2 separate regions of the Pan troglodytes genome follow, and region 1 is linked to region 2. The links are chromatin contacts, called in public HiChIP or PLAC-seq maps. All regions are on one chromosome and are shown on one strand. Each heading gives the region's core, a stretch centred on a gene start, on an enhancer-like site or on the middle of the called end of the contact. The rest is flanking DNA. Distances are from core to core; before and after follow the strand shown.

The links. HiChIP or PLAC-seq counts read pairs in DNA pulled down with a chosen protein or histone mark.
Region 1: an H3K4me3 HiChIP or PLAC-seq map of stem cell-derived excitatory neurons shows a contact between it and region 2, with 2.4 times the contacts expected there. The contact joins the promoter of ZFHX2 here to the promoter of SLC22A17 in region 2. A contact is called at or near these places in 1 of 7 Hi-C or Micro-C datasets (induced pluripotent stem cells) and 1 of 1 datasets of contacts at active chromatin or transcription factors (stem cell-derived excitatory neurons).

What each region holds. Positions count from the first base shown.
Region 1 is chr15:21,922,543-21,925,981 of NHGRI_mPanTro3-v2.0_pri, forward strand. It overlaps ZFHX2 (zinc finger homeobox 2), which reads right to left and starts at 1,287. Exons shown (of 10, transcript XM_016925893.4): 1 at 875-1,287.
Region 2 is chr15:21,722,022-21,725,537 of NHGRI_mPanTro3-v2.0_pri, forward strand. It overlaps SLC22A17 (solute carrier family 22 member 17), which reads right to left and starts at 2,236. Exons shown (of 10, transcript XM_063793233.1): 1 at 1,988-2,236; 2 at 1,290-1,793; 3 at 1,094-1,197. The coding sequence starts at 1,556.

The sequences.
Region 1 (3,439 bases), core at 37-2,536, 200 kb after region 2:
GGAGAGGATCACTCAGATGGGAAGGGTCACAAGTGGAGACAGTGACATACAGATCCAGAGATGGATGGGATGGAACAGACAAGATGAAGAACAGCAAAACCAAAAGTCAGGGACACATGGACAGAGATCAGCGGGGCTACAGGCACAGCGAGAAGCGTGGTCCTGTGCTTGAAAATGATAGGGCTGCTCAGAGGGGCAGACGAGCGGATGGGGGTGGTAGGATGGGCGTGCAGGACAGACACGCTTCACCTTGAATGGGCTTATGGCCTCCCCTCACCTACTCAACACTTTCAAAAAAAGGAATGGAAAGCCCAACTTCAGCCAAAAACGAACGAAGACTGAGAGTATCCACGTCCCCTCCCACTCCACGCCCCAGCGCGCTAGCCCATCCATCAGCCCGCCGGCCGCGGTTCTCCCATCCCACAGCCGGCGGGGGGCCGCCGAGACCCAGGCCCCTCCAGGCTGACAGCTCTGAGCCCTCACACTCACCGGGCCTCCCCTTCCCCCCGGGACCCCGCTCCCTGCCCAACTCGGCGCGGTCCGTCTAGGCTTTCCATACCCTTCGTCTGTCCGGCGGGCCTCTGCCTTTCCCGTTGCCGTTTCTCCCTCCACCCCCGCATCTCTCTCTTCCCCCATCCTCGCGCACGCCCTCTTCCTCCCACACCCCTGTCCGCTATCTCCCAGGGCTCTCGGTCTGTCTGTCCGTCCTTGTCCCCTCCCCCAGCCCCTTCCCGTCCCTCTCCGTCCCCTCCAGCGGCAGTCTCCAAGCGCCTCCTCTCCCGTCTCGAGCTTCCAAAGAGCAAGGAAGGGAAGAAGAGAGAGAGGGAGAGGAGAAAAAAACCAACCCAGCAGCATCGGAAATCGATGCACTTACACCTCAGCTGGAAGCAGGGACGGGAGTCGAACCGCGGCCACCGAGCAGCGCGAGGCGGGGAGGGGAGGGGGCGGCTCTTGGAAGGGACTTCTCCGATGTGTTGATTCCTCTTTTTTCCCCTCCTCCTCCCTCCCTCCAGCGCTCGCTCCGGGGCGTCAGGGACGGAGATGGAAAAAATAAATAAATAAATTCACGGCGGTGAGGGAAGTGAAGGAAAATAATCAATGCTATTTGGCTGCGGCTGAAGTGTTTCCCCGGCTTCGTGAGGGGGTTTCCATTGATTCACCCTGGGCACTCGCTCGCTCCCTGCCTCCTCCTCCTCCTCCTCCTCGCCCTCCTCCTCCTCCTCCTCCTCGCCCTCACTCCTCCGCCTCATTCACTGGCTGGAGTCTAGGCGTCCCACACAATGGAATAATCAATACCCAGGCGCCCGGGGCTGCCCCACTGAGCAGGTGCAGCGGCCCGCCCGCCGCGGCGCATGCCGGGAGTTGTAGTCTGTTCGCGCCCGCCTGCCTGCCTCGCGGGACCCAGGGCCGGAGGCAGGCCGGCCAGCCCACCAGGTCGCCTCCAGGTTCAAGCCGGTGCCTGCAAAGAGGGCAGGCCCCTTTAAACTCTTTTCCGTCTCCTCTCCTCTTCATCCTGTGGCCTGCAGAAACCATACATGTGTTTTGTTGTTTTGTTTTAAATCAGCTTCAGAACAAGCCCTGAGCCGCCCAAGGCCTCCTTTTTTCATTCTCTTCTTCCTGCCTTATTATTCCGCCTCCCCCATCTCCCCCCGCGAAATTGGGTACTAGAACCTTCTCTACCGCAGCAATTACTCTTTAGTCTCTGAGAGCTTCTGCCTCCTCCACATGGTTACATAGTCCCCTGAGCTGGGTAGGGGGAGGTTTGGGCTCCTCCTCATCTTCAGTTTATTGCTTATTAAGTGCTCCTGAATTTTTTTTTTTTTTTTTTTGGAGACGGAGTCTCGCTCAGTCGCCCAGGTTGGAGTGCAGTGGTGCGATCTCTGCTCACTGCAACCTCCACCACCGGGTTCGAGCGATTCTCCTACCTCAGCCTCCTAAGTAGCTGGGATTACAGGCATGCATCAACACACCCAGCTAATTTTTGTATTTTTAGTAGAGACGGGGTTTCACCATGTTGGTCAAGCTGGTCTCGAACTCCTGACCTTGTGATCCGCCTGCCTCGGCCTCCCAAAGTGCTGGGTTACAGGTGTGAGCCACCGCCACGCCCAGCCCGTTTTTTTGTTTGTTTGTTTTTTTCTTGAGACAGAGTCACTCTGTCGCCCAGGCTACAGTGCAGTGGCATGATCCCGGCTCACTGCAACCTTCGCCTCCCAGGTTCAAGTGATTCTCCTGCCTCAGCCTCCCAAGTAGCTGGGATTGTAGGTGCCCACCACCATGCCCTGCTAATTTTGTATTTTTAGTAGAGACGGGGGTTTCACCATCTTAGCCAGGCTGGTCTCGAACTCCTGACCTCAGGTGATCCACCGGCCTCAGCCTCCCAAAGTCCTGGGATTATAGGCGTGATCCACCTCACCCGGCCGCTCCTGTATTCTAATAACAATAATTTTTAAGATTTCTTGAATGCACAGGGACAGTTCCAAGCACTTTTACATATATTGTTTACTCCTCTCAATACCTCAAGCATGAGGTAGATGCTATTATAGTCTCATTTATTGAGGAAACTAAGGCACAAACAAATGAATTAACAGGCCCAAGGTCCAATGGCCAATAAGTAAGTGACAGTGCCAGGACTCAAAAACCTCCATGGTCTGGCTCCAGGGCCCATACTAACTGCTATAGCCTACTTCTCTTAAACAACACAACAAAACGCTGAAGTTCACATGACAAAAAGGAGAGATAAAGGAACATTTTGAGTTTATACTATGTGACAGTTTATGACTGAATCCTCACAGGTAACTGTGAGGCAGGCCACATTTTCTCAATGAAAAAGCAGAGGCTGGCCGGGCATGGTGGCTCACTCCTGTAATCCCAGCACTTTGGGAGGCTGAGGTGGGTGGATCACCTGAGGTCAGGAGTTCGAGACCAGCCTGACCAACATGGAGAAACCCTGTCTCTACTAAAAATACAAAATTAGCTGGGCGTGGTGGTGGGCACCTGTAATCCCGGCTACTCGGGAGGCTGAGGCAGAAGAATCGCTTGAACCCGGGAGGCAGAGGTTGCGGTGAGCCAAGATCACACCATTGCACTCCAGCCTGGGCAACAAGAGTGAAACTCCGTCTCAAAAACAAAAACAGGCCGGGCGCGGTGGCTCACACCTGTAATCCCAGCACTTTGGGAGGTGGAGGCGGGTGGATCACGAGATCAGGAGATCGAGACCATCCTAACAGGGTGAAACCCCATCTCTACTAAAATTACAAAAAATTAGCCGGGCATGGTGGTGGGCACCTGTAGTCCCATCTACTTGGGAGGCTGAGGCAGGAGAATGGCATGAACCCTGGAGGCGGAGCTTGCAGTGAGCCGAGATGGCGCCACCACACTCCAGCCTGGGCGACAAAGCGAGACTCCGTCTCAAACAAACAAACAAACAAACAAAAATTAG
Region 2 (3,516 bases), core at 986-3,485:
TTTTCCATGAGGATGGGCTTATTGGTTAATGTGCTGAAGGCTACAGATTTTAGGAGACCAAATTATTGATCTTTGGGGATGAAACCATTGTTCCATAGGAATGAGGCTACTGGCCTGTGGCAATGAGGCCACTGATGCATAGGGATGGGCTATTGACCTGTAGGTTTCAGATCATTGGCCCATAGAGGTGTGTGACTATTGGGCAGTGAGGATGGGTATTGATTTTAAGGAACTGGACTACTGAATGTTGGGATGGCTTTGATCCACAGAAGTTGAGTTATTAATCCACTTGGATGGAACTGTGGATCAATGGGGCTGAGTCTAATCGGAAGTTTAGTGCAGTGAGAGCATCTGGTCAGTGGTGAAGGTGACCAGAATCAGAGACGAGATTTTTGATCTGTGGGAAGAGTTATTGGTTGCTGGGATTGGGTTGTTGATCTCTGGAGGTGAAGCTACTGACTCATGGAAACGGGGATTTCGGTGAGAGGATCTCAAAGCCCTGAGGATCCATGAGGGTGTGACTTCTAATCTATGGGCTATTCACCTACAGAGGGTTGGGTCATTTGGTGGCAGGCATGGGACTGTGGGTTATTGGGTCTGAGGATATTGTCTTTGGAGATAGTTAGTTGACTTGTAGGGGAGGGGTCGCTGGTCAGAAATGGGGTAATTTGTTTGTGAAGTTGAACTATTGATCAGTGGGAATGGAGCTGTTGGTGTTTAGGAATTAACATATTGATCTTCAGGAATGAGGTCACTGAGATGGAGCTAACAGTCCATGTGGGCTGTTAGTGGGGATGAGACTATTCTCTTTGGAGATGAGGCCATTGATTCACGGATAGGGGGCCACTAATTAGTGGGAATGGGACTAATAGTCCATAGAGGTCGAGTCATTCCCTTGCGCGGAAGAGGTAGGGAAGGTGTATTTCTTGATGGGGAGTGAAGTTGAGACATGGATAGACCATTGAATAGAAGTCCAGAGAAGACTGCAGAGTCCAGCGAATCGTCTTCGACCTCCTGTAAACGCCCGCTGCTTGGGTTAGCTTCCCTAGCACCCCCTCCTTTCTACCAGCCCTGCCCCCACGACAGCCCTCACCTGTCTGCGGGGTAACCCAGGAACAGGTAGCCGGAGGCAAAGCCCAAGATGAAGAGGATCTGCTCCAGGATCACCTGCCAGCCCAGGTCACACACCAGATCCCACTGGGGATGTGAGAAGGGTGCAGCGGGCGTGAGGCCCCGCCCTCGCCGCTCTCTGCCCGCCCCCAGACCCGCGGCCCGCCTGGCCGCCTCACCTGGCCGATGGCGTTGGTGGTGAGCACAGGAAGGCCATTATAGTCCCAATCCTTGAGGCAATGGTTGAAGTCCGGCGGGGCGAAGCCGCTGCACGAGGGGTCGGTACTGGTGGCGACACGGCTGGCGGCGCTGGCTGCTAGGGCAGCGCTGGCGACGCTGACGCCGCTGGCATTGGGAGGCTGCTCCCAGCCAGAGGCATTAGGGGGGAAGGCCCCGTAGTGGCAATGCAGCGGGGGCGCCAGCGTGAAGATGGGGTCCGAGGCCATGCCCAGAGCCACGAAGAGCACCGGCAGGCAGCAGAGGCCGAGCTGCAGCTGCTGGCCGCCGCCCAGCGCCCCCACCTGGGCGAGCAGCGCCTCAAAGCTGAGGGGGCCTGGGGGCACGGCCAGCGACAGGCTGCTGCCCAGTCCGTCGCCGCCCGCGTCTCCCTCCCCCTCCCGCTCGCGCTCCCGCTCACCCTGCAGCTGCTCCGTGGGCACCGCATCTCCGAGGGTCCCGACCTGCTGTTGGGGGGCAGGGGGTGGCAGGAGAAGGGTGAAGCGGAGGAAACCGCAGAGCAAGGGCAGGGGGCGGGTGGGAGGGAGGGCTAGGAAGGCAGTCAGGGGCGGGGGATGCGCAGGAGGAAAATGCCAGGCGCTCCGCGGGGGCGGGGGTGCTGGGAGAGGATGGCGTCGCCACCTGGGGCTCGGGCACTTACTCCGTTGGAGGTGGGGGTGATCTCTACAGTGTTGTCGATTTTGCCGCCGCCCCCGCCATTGGGCTCGGGGGTCCCGGTGGCCACCCGGGGAGCCAGCTTGCCGACCGCAGGGCCCCTGCCGGCCCGCGCCGAAAGGATGCGCTGTCCTCTGGCTCAGTTGCGCGCCGGCTGCCCGGACGCAGACAGCTCGAAGAGATCCCGCTCTGCAGCTCTGCAGCCGCGGGCGCCTCCTTGGTCTCTGCGATCTCTGCGCTGCTTTCCCCTCCCCTTCCTCTAGACTCTCCTCCCCTTCCCACGTCAGCAGAACCTTCGGTCCAGACTCTTCGTCAGAGAGAGGAAGGGGGGCCAGGGCCCAGGGGAGGGAGGGAAGGGGGGCTCTGTCGTCTCTTTCCTGGGTCTGCGGGCCATTGCGGTAAAAAAGAAAAAAAGCTGAAGGATAGTAGCTAGTCCAGGCAGATGCCAGAGATTCTTCCTCTGCTTCCAATCATTTGCCATCATTCATTCATTCATTCATTCACCCATTCACTAATCAGTAAAATTTAAGTGTCCACTACGTTCCAGGACTTGCACTAGACTTTAAGGATAACAGGGTGGACAAGTTCCACTTTGGAGACCTTTACTCCAGGGAGACAGACATGTAAACTGGCTATTACAGTACAACTTATGCATATGGAAGACTGTCTTGGCCCTGTATCAGCCCTAGCTTCAGTCCTCTACAAGGAGACCACTTTCTTGGGTTTCATCACTCCCATCCTGTTTGAATCTCCATTTCTCAACAGCATTTGGCACTGTGGACCCCTCTTCCTCTAAACACTCTCTTCCTTTGCTGCTGAGTCTCTCCTGCTCCCCTTTTCTCCATTGCAGAAATCGTCTTCCAGCTCATGGCATTGGTGCTGAGCATGGGCAGGCCATTATCCTCCCGGTTCTTGAGGCAATGATTGAAGTCCAGCGGGGTGACGCAACTGCAGGAGGGGTCTGTATTGGTAGTGATGAGGCTGTGGTGCTGGCTTCTAGGGCCATTCCTGTCTGTATCATTTAGACACCATCGTTCAGTGTCTGGAATCCTCACAGACTTAGTCCTAGGCCCTCCTCTCATCTCACACTGTCTCCACCTTGGGATCTTACCTATGCCCACAGCTTCAATCACCACCCACACAAACAATACAAACCTGACGCCCAGACTGACATCTCCAGCTTCCACCTCTGTTCTGAGCTCCAGACCTATGAAGCCACCTCTTATTTGACCTTCACCTTGGATGATTCACAGGGACCTCAAACTCAATATGTTCAAGACCAAATTTTTGCTTTTCCCCCATAACTTGGTTGGCTTCCACTGCTTTTTTCTGCAGTGAATGGCACCCTCAACATCGCATTGTGGCCAAATGCTCAGGCAACAACCTTTAGAGCTTTCTCTTCCTTATCCATGTTGAATCCTTTACAAAATTCTGCCCATTTTACTTCCTATATATTCTCAGACATCCCACATCTCTCCATCTCTACCACTATTAGTCAAGCGACCTGTTGCAAAG